Linked DNA regions of Mus musculus: region 2 is linked to region 1. Evidence: chromatin contacts called from public capture Hi-C data. All regions are on one chromosome and are shown on one strand. Each heading gives the region's core, a stretch centred on a gene start, on an enhancer-like site or on the middle of the called end of the contact. The rest is flanking DNA. Distances are from core to core; before and after follow the strand shown.

Region 1 (7,269 bases), core at 1,871-4,370:
ATTTTGGCTTTTAAGACATCACTTGGCACCACTGCATTTCAAAAGATGCTTTATTACATTTGCACAAGTGTGTGTAGGGTATGTATGGGTGTGTGTGTGTCTACATGTGTGGTGTCTGTAGCTATGTGTGCAGAGTATGTGTGTACAGAGCATGTGTATAAGTGTGCATATGAAGGTGTGTGCATGTGTGCATGTGTATGTGTGTGTGCATGTGTGTTTGTGTATGTGTGCATGTGTGTGTGTGTGTGTGTGTGTGTGTGTGTGTGTGTGTGTGTGTTTGGGGGGTATATGGAGTTAAGTGGTAATGTGTAGGGACAGATTCTCTCCTTCCACTATGAGGGGCCTCAGGGGTCTAACTCAGGTTGTTAGGTTTGGTGATACCTGCATAACCTACTGAGCCGTCTCACTGGTCTAAGTTTTTAAGAATACAAGTTTTGTTTCTTTAAAAAAAAAAGAGAGAGAGAGAGAGATCTAACCATATTAAATGTAGTTTTTGTAGGTCATCTTATTGGAACCTGAGAACAGGCCTCTGCCTTCAGTTCCTTTGTGTGCTATGTATTTCTTCAGTTCCTTTATGTGCTATGTATTTCTTAGGCTGTGTACATTCTTACCACTTTCTGCTTTCTTCCTCGACCTAGCCTGGGAGCACACAGCTACTGCTGGCTCTACTTATGTAGGCATTTGGGGGTTTCTATCTTCTCCCTATCTGTAGAAGAGTTGGCATCTATTCTGGAAAGGTATGGAATTGCCCAAAGAACTGAACTACTCATCAAGAGAGGAATCTGGTTTGATAATCTTGTCCTGTTTCCATTTAGACTATCATTAATTCAGCAGCTTCACAGGCTGAGGGTCCTTCCTCAGAGCTGTTCATTGTTCCTATAGCTTGTAACATGTGTGCCTTAAAGGCCTTTCCTTAGAACCGGACTGTGCAGTGTCATAAGTTGGCATAGCTATGTCGATAGTGTGCTGCACGGTGGAAGGACTTTCACCTCCCAGATCAGCTTCTCATCCAATCTGTACTTTATTGAAAGACTTAAGTCCTGTGTTCTTTGTTATTATTGGAGTTACAGATCAGAGGGGTATGGAGCATGTGAATCATTTAAGACGCTGGCATGCCTATAAGGAAGTGAGTTCAGTTTTCAGAAAGGGCCGCTTAGAAGCCTTTGTTAATCATTGCTATGAGAGAAGAGTGTTTTGTGCAATCACTGCTTGAAAAATAGGTTAAAATCCTCCAAAACTATTATGTTCAGCAACCCTGCTCATCAGATTTGTTTTGGTCATTTGCTTCTATGTCAGTTTTCAAAAGTTGAACTTGTTAGACACACAGAGTCCTTCCTTCACCGTCCCAATATTAAGAAGCACAGAGAGCTGAACCTGATGGTGCTGCCTGCAACACTGACTCCTAGGGAGGTTAAGTAGGTTCAAGGCCTGCCTGGGCTACATAGAGAACACTGGGTCAGCCTGGGCAACTTAGTAAGATGCAGTCCTCAAACAAAGCAAAAAAACCAAAAACAGAAAAAAAGTATGAATCTGAAGCTCAGAGGCAGAGCAATTCCCAGCTCTTGTGAGGCCACAGGAGTTACTCATTCCCCAGTGTCTCTTTTTTAAAAAAGGAATCTGTTCAACTGAAAGCATATGTGCGAACAAGAGATACTTCCCTAAACCAAAAAAATGCTTACAAAAAGGACTTTAAGCAGAGTGTGTAAAACATCATGGCTTCTCGCAGGCCTGCTGCCTTTTATGTACTGGTAATTGAAAGGCCCACGAAACACTGTTTTATAGGTAGCTTCTTTAGCATGATGTCACATGAATTGAAGATTGATATCAGATTCTATACTTCTTATGACCTATAATTAGGGTGTGTGACTTTCAGTGGCCACGGGACTGAAAATCCATTTCCCAATAAAGGAGTAATTATTACTACGTGGGGGAGTACTTGTCTTTTAAAAATAGGTTAAGTATAACTTTTTTTTTTCGAGACACCTAATCTAAATCGAATCATTGTTTTGTATCCTTCAGAGACATTCTGAGAACTAATGTGGCCATCCTTATTTTATAAATTAAAAAAGAAAGAAAGAAAAGAAAACAACAAGAAGAGTGATCCAATGCAGCGAGGTGACTTGTGCAGCTCTGAGAGACACGGTGGTTAAGACAAGCCTGGCTTCCTGGCTTTCAAGTCTCTACTGCCCCCTTTAAAATCTGAAGGAAAAGAGACTTGTAGCAAACCTCTGGAAAGACTGCTGGTGAATGAAGAGTTTGCAGGGTAAGGTTGAAACAGCCCTCTAGCGTGACTGAAAGTCCTGCATGTCCTCTTTCAGCCTTCGGGCTTCACTCCTGAGGAACATTTCCCGAGGCATGGTCTCCCTGCTCTCTCGAAATCTCGAATGGTGCAAGAACTAAAGGCGAAGAATTTTGAAGTCAACTAATTGGACAAAGAAAGACTGTTTTACGACCCACTGCTGTTCTCTACGTTCTTCCCGAGGGACAGTTTTGCCAGTGTTCCGCTGGGACACCTGGGCTTGTGATCTGAAGGCGCAGGGTTCCAGGGACACCTGTTAAGGGCTTTGCTGCTCCCGTCCCCCAGGCACTGGACTCGTGTTAACCACAGTTCCTGTGCCTGCGCTGTGTGGCAGGGCGCGCTGGCTGTTTGTCCTTGGGATCCAGCTTCTGCGAGGAGTTCGTTCTCCTCCTTGGTTTTTACACAAGGAAACTCCTAGCCCAGAGTGGGATTCTGCCCCTCCACCCCAAGTGTGGAACCTCTCTCCAGCCCACACCCGCAAGCCTGAGGTGTCTGTCGCTGTTCACATAGCCAGGGACCACAGCTCCCTCCCTGCATCGGGGTTCGCCACTGCCCTGCACTTTTCTCTGCAGATTAGGTGAACTCCTAAGTGGAGTGAATAGCAGCTGCAGGGAGTGGTGGCGAGGAACGATGAGGCGCTACGCTGCATAGCGTGCAACTAAGGTTGGAGGACACTAATCTCCAGTCTCTGACTACGGGGAACTTATCTGCCTCACTCCCTCGCTCCGCAGTTCCCCTACCTGTGTCCTTTCCTTCCAGGGCGGCGTTTCTCTCCACTTCTATCTCCGATCCTCCTCCCTCCCCACCCACTCCTACCCGGGGCTCTGAGCTGTGCAGTGCGGGGTCCCTGATCGAGTGGCTTTAGAGGTCCACCGAGAAGCCGAGCAGGCACAGCATTGCAGCTGTTCCGCTTTGCCGCTCCTGCTTCTGATCTCACTTGCTGGCTCACACCAAATCGGACCTGCTTTGGGTGCCTCCCAGGACTGTCTCCAGACTGGCTGTTTAGATAATCCCTTGCTTGAAATTCCTGGATTCCTCATCTGAGAAGGAACGCGCAAGAGTCAATACAGTAAGTAAGTTCAAACTCCAGTTCTCCTTCTGAGATCATGAACAGCCCTAGAGGAGCCCCGGGTCCTGTCAGGGGTAAGAGGGCATGGGGATGTGTTCCGAAGGGGAGCCGCCCACCCCTCCAGGCATTAAGTGGAACACTGGAACTAGGTGGGCTAGTACCACTTCGCTTTTCTTCTTTTGCTGGACTTTTTCTTTTCTGCTGAAGGTTATAGACTGTTCCTTGATTGAGCGCTACAGTATGAGACAGTAAGATATGACTTTGCCCCCTCTTTAAAACTCAAGCACTTTCTGAAGTGCAAGATCATGTAGGGTTTTCTAAGGCTGTTCAAAAATAGAGATTTATTTAGGCTTCCATTCATTTCCCCAAGATGGGGTCACCTACTAGTAGAAGTCTGTGGTTGTGTGGCATGGTGGTGGTGGTGGTGGGGCAGTAATATTTAAATGTCATTCTTAGTAGAGACTAGTCATTAAAATCCCAGTGTCATTTAAGAGACTACACTACTGTCAAAGACAGGAAGCACAAATACAGGAAAGAGAAGCATTCGCTGACTTTTCAGATGATCCATCCATCTCTACTTAGGCAAACAATAATGCCCTGTATGTTGCAGTGTTAAAGACCGCATCTCCCCTCACAGGAGATCCAACAGGTGCAGGCAACTATAGTTTGTAGCATGGAACTTGGGGGTTTTCCCTGGGAAAACAATACTGGAAGGAGGGCTAGACAGGGATGTCACACTTTGCCCACCTGGAGTGACTCTATCTCAGAAATAACTTGCAATTCCAGTGATTTCAGCATGTAGTTAAAGCAGGAGAAGGTTTCTGGCTTATTAAAGAAAGCACCTAGAGCGTCAGAAGGAAAAAAGCATCATTTCCCTTTCTACACTGACTGCTTCTGTAATAAACTCAGTCAAGGGGCACCTGTTCAAGAGAACAGCGCTATTCAGAGTTTTGAATTTCTTGAATAACCTGAATGTCTCATTTTGCCTTGTTTCAAGGAAAGGCTCTCCCCCTTGCCTCTTTCTGGTTTGACTGGGGGCCTCAGGAGTGTCACGCGTGGCAGTGTCTACCCTCACGTTCTCTTTCACTCTCCTACTTTTCCAGAAGTGCTGTTGTGAATGATACATTCTGTGTCCTGGGTAGTGCTTTGCCCAGCCCAGGGCTAGTACTGTGCCTGCATGCAGCTCAGAGTGTTCACAGGGTAATAGCTTGCAGATCGATAGCCATTCCTGCAGAGGAGCTGTAAGACTCCAGCGAAAGGATTTCAGAGGGAAGAAAATGTGATTGAAAAGAAAAAAAAGGAAGTAGTCAATAAATCAAATGCGCTTCTCTTCCCAGTGCCCTTAAATCTGTGCTTACACTCAGCTCGTGGGTGCAACTTTTGCAAGTCTGCTCAACTCTGGTTGCCGTGGATGGTCTGAGTAACTGCTCCATGAAGTCAGTCTCTTAGCTTAGGGAAAATGGGACAGCCAATCAAAGGGGCCAGGGTTCAAATGCCATGTTTTCATAATGGGCAGTGGGGCTGGTATCCCTGGAACGTTCTGTTTGAAATCTATGTTGACTTGTATAGAATGGACCAGTATAGCAACAAAGGAAAACACACAGAAAGTTCCCAGGCCCCTAGAAGTGTGTGTGTGAGTGTGTGTGTGTGTGTGTGTGTGTGTGTGTGTGTGTGTGTGTGTGTAGCGCAGGGGCAGGGGAGATATGAGCATTTGAGAAAAAGAATTCTATGTGGAGCATACTGACAGGCGATTTCAGAGGTTGTAATCAGGAACTGATTTAATAGGGTCTTAGGGCAACCTTCTTGAAGAAGCAAGTAGCAAGTACCAGACTAAGAACAAGCAAACAAACCTGAGGCTGCTATAGCAAGGCAAGGAATCCTTTGTGTTTTTACATTTATTCAAGAAGGGAATTGAAATTATACTTTGTATTAAAAAGGTGGCAGTAGTTATTAATAAAATTGTATTCTCCTTTAGCTTTGTATTGGTTTTGTCCAATAATTGAGTAGCTTTACTGTACCAGAGGGTGCACTGTGAGATTAAACAAAAGGTCTTTAGAGATGGCTGTCCTAGGTTGGTAAACTGGAACAGTCACACTGTGGGCAGTGATTAAAGGGAGAATGAACCTTCTGAATGACCGGAAGAACGGCAGAGTCCTCAGTTCACCACATGGGGAAGCCTGGGGTGTTCTCAACTTGGTAGCCATTCAGTATGACAGAGCAGCAGATGTGTATTGAGATGTCAAGGAGAATCAGGACAGAGTGTCTGCAGGGATGTCGGCAAGCCTTGAGTGCCATAGTAAGGAGCTGAGGTTTACTTTAGTGAGAAAGCAAATTAAGATGTGTTTTGAGCATATCATGAATCAAAAAATTCCATTCAGGGCTGTAGATGCGAAGGAGTCCACGAACAGAGATGGTTATATAAGAGGTGGGGGGATGAAGACTGAAAGTTAGGCCAATTTGAGATTACAAGAATAACACCTTGTTACTACCTTAAACCTAAGGGAGATAGAAAAGTTAGGCAGTGTAACCTAGGCCCGCAAAACACCTCCATCCACCGGAAACCATCACAAGGGGTCTACCCTGTGGTAATCAAGGCCACAGAGGAGCTGCCGAGGCTACCCAGGGTACAGAGAGAGGAAGGAGAAGCCTTGGTTTTTCCTTCCTTTTGCTTTCTCTCCACGCAGCTTTCTCTTTAAACTTATTTATACATGTATAGTGTGTGTGTGTATGTGTGTAGCTTTATGTGTACACGTGTGCATGCATGTTCATATGTATAAGTGTGTGCTAGTATGGGTGTGGTGTATGTGCGTATGTGTGCAGGTGTGGTGTATGTATGTATGTATGTGTAGGGCATATGTGATGTGTACTTAGGGTATGTATGTATGTATGCTTGCATGTATGTATGTATGTATGTATGTATGTATGTATGTGTAAGGTATATATGAATGTGTATAGGGCATATATAATGTGTTATTAGGATATGTATGTATGTATGCATACATCCATGTGTGCAAGTGCAGGTATGACATAGCATACATACAGGGGTGAGGACACAACTTCAGGCCAAGGTTTTTACTCATCACCTTGATTCTTTTTGAGACTGGGTCTCTACATCCACCAGGATGCCTGACCCATAAGCTTCTGAGAGTTCTCCTGTCTGTCAGAGTAGCTGCATTATAGCTGTGCACTAAGCTTCCAGCTGTACATGGGCTCTTTTCATATCTCCCCACTTGCAGGGCAAGCTCTTTATTCACTGAGCCAACTCCCCGCAAGCCTCCTGCTTTGTAATCTCCTTCCAGTGCCTTGCATTGATTCAACCCAACCAGGATCCTGATTAAGTGGGAGCCTGAAAGTGAGGGAGGGTCTTATGCAGCTCAGTGGTTCAGAATAGGACAGAGGCAGGAAAGGTGGGAAGTAGAGCAGGGGCAATGGGGCCAGCCAGCATGGGTTGTGAGCTCAATAAGTGTGATTCATCTACCAATGGTAGTAGATGCTCTTATGGCTGATTAAAAACATCATTAAAAGATCTTATGAATTAACTGCAGAAGTCTTTTGTGAGTGTATTCACTAGGTATCATCACTAGTTTATTGAATCTAGGTGTTTTTATACACTTAACAGGGAATTCATAGTCAAAGCAAATATATTATTTTAAGCACTCTAGAAGAGGCGTTGCCTTATGTTTTAACACCCAGCAGGAGTCTCCCTTCAGGATACAGATTTACAAAGGCTTGTTGAATGTGTGTCCCAGGAAATGATACAGTACCACCATGGTGAATTGCCCATGGCTTTGCCTGTTAGGCTAATGAACTGACAAATGAAAGCAGCAGAAAAAGAAGAGGAAGGAAAATTAGAAATAAGATGCATGGCTTTAAGGATAATGATGATTAGAAACTGAGCCAA
Region 2 (7,269 bases), core at 1,814-4,313, 580 kb before region 1:
CCAAGAACTCTCAAGAACACACCCAAGTCAAATAGCAAAGCCCAGGCCCTGGGACAACCACGGTGTACTGAGTGAGTCTCCTCCCGTCCAGCACTGAAGTCCTCACTGGAGGCTCTCAGCCCACAAACGTGATAGCTACAATGACTTGATGTCATCCATAACCTTGGTAAACTCCCAAAGCAGGTGGGAAAGAGAGTAAGAGGGACTTCGGAGGTAGATAGTCACTCAGAAGGGTTTCAATGTTTGAAAAAGAGAAGGCTACCCTGAGTCCTGAGACACCATATAAAGTTCTCAAAAGTGTATGGCATTGCCTACAGCCTGAGATCTGCTTTGGGGCAATGGGTAGTGCCTCCCAACTGGACTTGGGAGAAATCCAATGTGAAGGAAACTGGGGTCCCAGAAGAAAATTCCAAGAAAAACGTATACTGTGATGGAGAAAGGACCTTAGAGATCACAGGGCCAAGACATGACCCAAAGCTTTGGAGATTAGATAATGAGCTCTCTCGCCTCTCACTGGAGGGTCTGCAGAAGGTGTCTTTGCTTCTGCAACGGGGCACAAGCACCTATGTCACATTATCCCAGACACATTTACATCCTCAGCATCCATCCTCGGCCTTGAGCGGGACCCAGAGGCCTGATATCCTCACCTGCAGAAAGCAATGTCCAACTGCAGCATGCTCCGCGAGAGTGACATTATACACCTGCCTCCGGAAAACGGGCTCATTGTCATTCACATCATCCACTGTAATGGTCACCAGACAGGTGGCAGAAAGTGGCGGCTCTCCAAGGTCCTGGGCCACCACTCTCAGCTCCACTGTCTCCTGGACCTCTCTGTCTAGAGCTCGGATGGTGCTGATCAAACCGTTGTCGGGATTGATGCTGAAGGATGGCACACACTCTTCCTCGGGTGACAGAGCCTCAGACTGGCAGGGATCTGAGAGTTGCACTAGCTCATATCGCAGCTTGGCGTGATCAGTGCCCGCCTGGTCAGCATCTAAAGCGCTGACCCAAACCACCGAGGTGCCAGGGACAGCGGCTTCAGACACGGAGGCCCAGTAATGCTCCTGGCTAAAGACAGGTGGCTGGTCATTGAGGTCCGAGACCCAGAGCAACAGCGACTCCTCCGTGCTCAATGGCGGGGACCCTGCATCAGTGGCCACTAGTCTTAACTCGTATAGATCTTGGCTTTCCCTGTCCAAGAGGCCCTCGATGCAAAGGAAAAATACTCCAGGTGGACCACCGGGCCGCAGCGCAAAGACTCCGTTCCCACTTTCCAAGGACAACTTTATACTGCCCGCCCCAAGGAGGCGTGCACCAAGCACCCCTGCAGCCTCCTCTTCTTTCTCTGGGTCACCGTCGGCATCGGACACTGAGACTCGAGCCACGTAGTCGCCTGGGTGGGCGCCCTCAGAGACCTGGACCGCACCTCCCTCGGTGAGGAAGAGCAGGTGGATGGCAGGAGGGTTGTCATTCACGTCCAGCACGTCAATGGACACGCGCACGGTGGCTACCTCTGGCTCGGCGCCCCCGTCGCGGGCCTGGACCACCAACTGGTGCCAGGCCTGCTCCTCCCGGTCTAAAGGTCTTTGCACCCGCACTACGCCGCTCAGCTCCTCCACAGAAAAATAACCCGGATCGCCCAGTGGCCCACCACCTGCGCTCGCCACGGGCACTTGCCGCTCCCGGATACTGTAGCGTACCAAGCCATTGGGGCCCAAGTCGCGATCAGTAGCACGCACGCGACAAACCTCAGAGCCCGGCTGGGCGTCCTCACGTACTGTGGCGCGGTACTCGCCCTGCTCGAAAACTGGCGGGTTGTCGTTCTCATCCAACACACGCAGCTGCACGTGCAGGAGGCCGGTGCGCCGAGGGCTGCCACCGTCCCAAGCTTCAATGTGCAGCTCGTGCGCTGCCGCCGCCTCTCGGTCCAAGCGCCGCAGCAGCACCAAGTCTAAGGGTTCCAGCGGTGATGAGGACACCGGCAGGGAAGGCGACGCCGGTAACCCCGGCGTCCCATAGCGCAATTGGAAGAAGGGTCCTGTGGGATCCTGGGGCATGTCAGAAGCTTGCAGCAAAGTGTAGCCCTGGATGCTGAACAGTCCCGCGTCCGGGTCCTGGGCTCCTGGCAGGCGGAACGCTGTCCCGGGCGGGCTGAGTTCGGACACGTCCAGCTGCAGGGAGTCGCGGGGAAAGCGAGGGGAATGGTCGTTCACGTCGTTGACGCGGATCTCCACCTGTACCACCTCTCCCAACAGCGTGGCGGCCACGAAGCTATAGTGGTCCTGTCGCTCGCGGTCCAGACGCCGAGCGGTGCGGATGATACCAGTGTCCGGGTGCACGTGGAAGTCGTCCAGCAGCGGGGAGTCATCCGAGTCCTCCGAAAGAAAAAAGCCATTCCCATCCTGTTGCTGAGCTGCTGGCAACCCCGCGCGAATGTCACCCACCAGTGTGTCTGGGGGCAGCCCCTCGTCCACCGAGAGGCTGAGGTTGAACACCTGGGCAGATGAGCCCGAGGCTGCCCACAGCCAGGCGTGGACGAAAAGCCGGAGCAGGGAGCTCTGCGCCCCGGCGCCGCGGGGCCGCCCACGGGGTGACCCAGCCGGCTGACGCCCTTCACCCATCCTTCGCCCAGCAGGGCTCATTTCTCCTCCAGCTCTTTAGGAAGAAGGCTCCGGCTAGCTGCCAGCTTGTATTGGGATCTCAGAGCAACCCAGGAGCCTCTTCAGTATTAAGCCAGGGAAGAAAAGACTTTGGCAAACAAACGAAAAGACCCGGGAGTTCCCAAGGTGGCATCTGCAACTGGTGCAGACGTCCTCTGGCCGCAGCTCACGCAGGCGGGGGCGGCTCTAGCTGCCTCTGCCTCCGCGGCCACCTCTCCAGCCTCTGGATGTCTTTAAGGGAGTCCCATCGCTTTTTCTCTCTTCTTCTATTCCTTTTACATCTGTTCCTTGTTCTGCTCGGCTGGCTGTTTCCCCCTGGTAAAGTCAGGTGCATTATTTCTTTTGCCAAAAAGGAGGAAATTATTTAAAGCGCGCACACGGAGAGGAAGGGGATCCGGCCGGGAAGGGGGTGGAGAAAGGGCGGGGAGGCCGAGGGGGCGCGGGGCGGGAGGAACGGTGGGAGGGGCCGCTCGGGCAGCAGACTGCTACAGGGGCGGCCGCTCCCCCACCCACCCCACTCCACCTCCCGCGTCTCCCGGCGCTGGGGACTCCGTGGAGCCCCCTCTGACTGGGCCTCCTACTCCTTAGTCCCCTCCCCGTGCGTGATGCGGCTCGCACCGGGATGAATTCCAACCTGCGAGCCTCGGTTCTGTAGAAGGACTAAAAAACGGCTAGCCGGATGGACACGCAGCCCCAGACAGTGACGCTGATGGGGTTGTCTGGCTTGGCTTTGCGTGCAAAGTGTACTGGGTTAGGGAAGAGGCCAGTAGCTTGCCCCTAAGCTCGCTCTCTCCATCCTCAGAACAGCCCCTGCAGCGAGCCTGCCCATGGCTCCATGTAAGGTGGGGGTTATATGGTCACTTTAAGGAGACAAACTTGTGCTCTCTATTTGGCGAGAGAACCCCACCTCCTCAGCGGAAGGACAGATGGAGTCAAAAGGAGATGCACAGCTGGGGCCAGTTTGACTGTAAAGCAGGGAAGGCGGAACTTGGAGAAAAAAAAAAGAAGAAGAAGAAAGGAGAAAGAAAACTTCCAGAAATCCCGAAAAAATCTGTGACACACATGGCACGCTTTATTATGCCGAGCTACTATTTAGCAGCGTGCTAGTGTCTTGTCACTCCCCTCTGCCACCTGTGATGACAACAATGGATGGAGCTTGCGGACCTTTTTAGGCATCCAGCGCCATCATACCTGCCAGCATATTTTATGATGATGATTTATGTGCGGATTGACCTTGTGGCATAAGCCCCAGCACACGGCTTTACCTCCAGCCCTATGAGAAGAACCTTGCAGGGATCTGATAGCTCTTCCAAAGTAGCTTAGGGTTGAATCCAAAGACAATTCACCTCAGCCTGTGTAGTCTCGGGCTTCTCTCCTGCTATCCACAGCTATAGATGGAAACTGACAAATGGCCTCTAATAAAGTATGCTCCACCAGAGGAGTCTGCTCTCTTGAGAGCGGCCAGCCATATGTAGCAAAAGGTTTCTGCAATTTTGCATTTCAGCCAGAAGGAAGAATTAATTTCCTAGATACTGTTCTGTGCTAGGGGGAGACCAAAAGGCCAGCATACAGTTCCCCAGAAACCCCAGTGAAACGCCTTCTTATATTGAGTGGCCTATGCATGCCATTGCTAATTAGCAGCCACACCAACCTGTACCCCTGAAAAAATAATAATCAAATGATTTTCTTGGCAGTGTTGTATGTAACCAGAGATGCTATTAAAATAATGTCAGCCTCCCTTTTATCGATCAAGTGCCTTTAAGCATTTGGGAGATCAGGCTTGAGCCTTTGGAGTCTTCTTTCCAACTTAATGCAAAGGCATCAGGAGTCTTACAAAGCACCACAACTACTGCCACCACTGGTCCCTTCTGAGGTGGTTCTCCACCAAGCATTCAGACTGTTTCTAAAGCCAACACTAAGCCTTTAACCCCTATTCAGAACCTACATGATAGCTTCTTGTTTCAGACTCCTTCCTAAATTGCCCACCTTGCTCTTCTTCCCTGCTCATTGAAGAATCTTTGAGTTGTTGAGCTTCCCTGTCTAGATCTCTTTTTGCCCCCCCCCCCAAACAGGCTCCTTCTCCTTCAGGTCTCATGTAAGATGCCAACTGAGGGGACATCTCCCTGACTACCCTCCTTCTAGTGGGAGGGTAAACCTAGATCCTCACATTCTATTTCATTCAAAGTGCCTTTAAGTACCTGAGATCAGCTTGTTTGGTTCATCTGCTTGGTCTATTACTCCAATCTTACCCTCTTCATAGACTTAAAGCGCTGCTTTAACCCACTCCCCATGAGAGAGTCTGAGAGAGTGTTTGGTGAATAGTAGATCACTCTTCACTGTATGTATCCAGTGGCTGGAATAACTGATAGGCAGATAAATGGATGAACTTTTAAACTGGAACTTGGAAACCACAACTAAAGAGTAACTGGCCCTGAGGTCCTTCACTGTACTGAGTCCCAGCTTTGCCTTGCTGGTTTTACTCATCCTGTGAATCTCCTTTGAACCTTTTCAGCTTATGTGAAACTATCATCGTCCAATATTTCCTTGGCACTAAGAGAAAAAGCGGATCTTCTTCCTGCACATGGCACTGACACGGACTTTGTTAACAGAGGTTTAGTTTTGAACAAATGGGAAAATAAAGCTTTGGAAACCTGTTTTCCTGTTGGTTTTATTATTGGAACACACACACACACACACACACACACACACACAATCCCAGTAACATCTCAGTAACATCCCTGAATGCTTTGAACAGATTTCTAGACTGAAAGTCCAGTTCTCCAAAGAAAAGGAGAGGGCTTCTTTGGGTAATGTGGTTGCACAGCCCTGAAAGAGACAAGGCAATGTCTGAGCCTTTGAGGGAAAAAATCGTGGTGTGAGTGGCAATCCCCTTTATCTTTGCAGCTGGTGAAACTTCACTTGGCTCTATAAAGTAGGGCAAGTTATTGAGTTTTGCTAAGTTTCTGTTCTCTTAAGTGGGAGCAATACAAGGATGATGGGAACTTTAAGAGAGGCATTCGAGTGGGTTGCATCACCTGATGCTGGCCTGCGGTCTTGTTTTATGTGGGGAAACATTCTAGGAGATGAGTTGTAATCTCAGCTCTCACTTCTCAGGGCCCAGAGTGTCTGAAGGAAGAGGATGTAAAACCCCCACAATGAAGAGCAGAAACTATCACAGCTAGAAAGGCTTGGGCAAATCCTCCCTGGTGTTACAAGGTATCAGTATGGGCTGGCCATCCTGAAAATCACTTCCTCCTTGACTGAAGACAGTTCTTTGCACTGTGATAATTAAATAGAACAAATAGTTATAAAATGCTGGAACAAAAAGTTTACAACATCAAATGCTATCTAGACCATTGGGACAAAGTTTGTAATGATTAGCCCTGTTCTGCAGGTAAAGAAATTGAGATTCAGATACAGTGCAAGACCAGAGTCACATAGGCAGTGAGTGATTCGGTGGTCCCTGAACCTGGATAGTTCTGCCCTCAGGTCTGTGGTCACTTACTGAGCCCTCCGATGGTTATTTTTATCTGACCTTTCCTTTAAGTACACTGTCTTCTGCCTTCCCACGGATAGCAGTATAGTGATGTAATGAGTTTGAACAGAAGCTGGGCAAAGTGCAATAAATAAATAAATAAATAAATAAATAAATAAATAAATAAATAAATAAGTGGCTGGGATAGACAGCATGTTTGTGGAAATGGAGGGGACAGAGTGGCCACAGGAAATGATTGCCTGGGATTATGACTGAACGCCTCTAAGTCAGAATCCCGCCCAGGCGGAACGATACGGCAGCGCCGAAGGAGCCTCGGTTGGCCCCGGATTGTCCATTTCATCCAGGTTTTCCAGTTTTGTTGAGTACAGCCTTGTGTAGAAGGATCTGATGGTGTTTTGAATTTCTTCAGGATCTGTTGTTATGTCTCCCTTTTCATTCCTGATTTTGTTAATTAGGATGCTGTCCCTGTGCCCTCTAGTGAGTCTAGCTAAGGGTTTATCTATCTTGTTGATTTTCTCAAAGAATCAGCTTCTGGTTTGGTTGATTCTTGGTATAGTTCTTTTTGTTTCTACTTGGTTGATTTCAGCCCTGAGTTTCATTATTTCCTACAATCTACTCCTCTTGGGTGTATTTGCTTCTTTTTGTTTTAGAGGTTTCAGGTGTGCTGTCAAGCTGCTAGTGTATGCTCTCTCCAGTTTCTTTTTGGAGGCACTCTGAGCTATGAGTTTTCCTCTTAGGACTGCTTTCATTGTGTCCCATAAGTTTGGGTATGTTGTACCTTCATTTTCATTGAATAATAAAAAGTCTTTAATTTCTTTATTTCTTCCTTGACCAAGTTACCATTGAGTAGAGCATTGTTCAGCTTCCATGTGTATGTGGGCTTTCTGTTGTTTTTATTTCTACTGAGGACCAACCTTAGTCTGTCATGATCTGATAGGATGCATGGGATTATTTCAATCTTCTTGTATCTGTTGAGGCCTGTTTTGTGACCGATTATATGGTCAGTTGTGGAGAAGGTAACATGAGGTGCTGAGAAGAAGGTATATTCTTTTGTTTTAGGATGACATAGATATCTGTTAAATCTACTTGGTCCATAACTGCATTAATTTCAAT

Evidence for each region. Capture Hi-C pulls out chosen DNA fragments and counts their contacts.
Region 2: a capture Hi-C map of embryonic stem cells shows a contact between it and region 1, with 4 times the contacts expected there. The contact joins the promoter of Dchs2 here to the promoter of Npy2r in region 1. A contact is called at or near these places in 1 of 39 promoter capture datasets (liver) and 1 of 9 other capture datasets (embryonic stem cells).

Annotation. Positions count from the first base shown.
Region 1 is chr3:82,543,936-82,551,204 of GRCm38.p6, reverse strand. Npy2r (neuropeptide Y receptor Y2) reads left to right here and starts at 3,120. Exons shown (of 2, transcript NM_008731.3): 1 at 3,120-3,368.
Region 2 is chr3:83,123,321-83,130,589 of GRCm38.p6, reverse strand. Dchs2 (dachsous cadherin related 2) reads right to left here and starts at 3,063. Exons shown (of 20, transcript NM_001357165.2): 1 at 648-3,063. The coding sequence starts at 2,642. It overlaps Gm10710 (predicted gene 10710), which reads left to right and starts at 1,344. Exons shown (of 1, transcript NM_001358023.1): 1 at 1,344-5,314. The coding sequence starts at 2,504. The coding sequence ends at 3,028.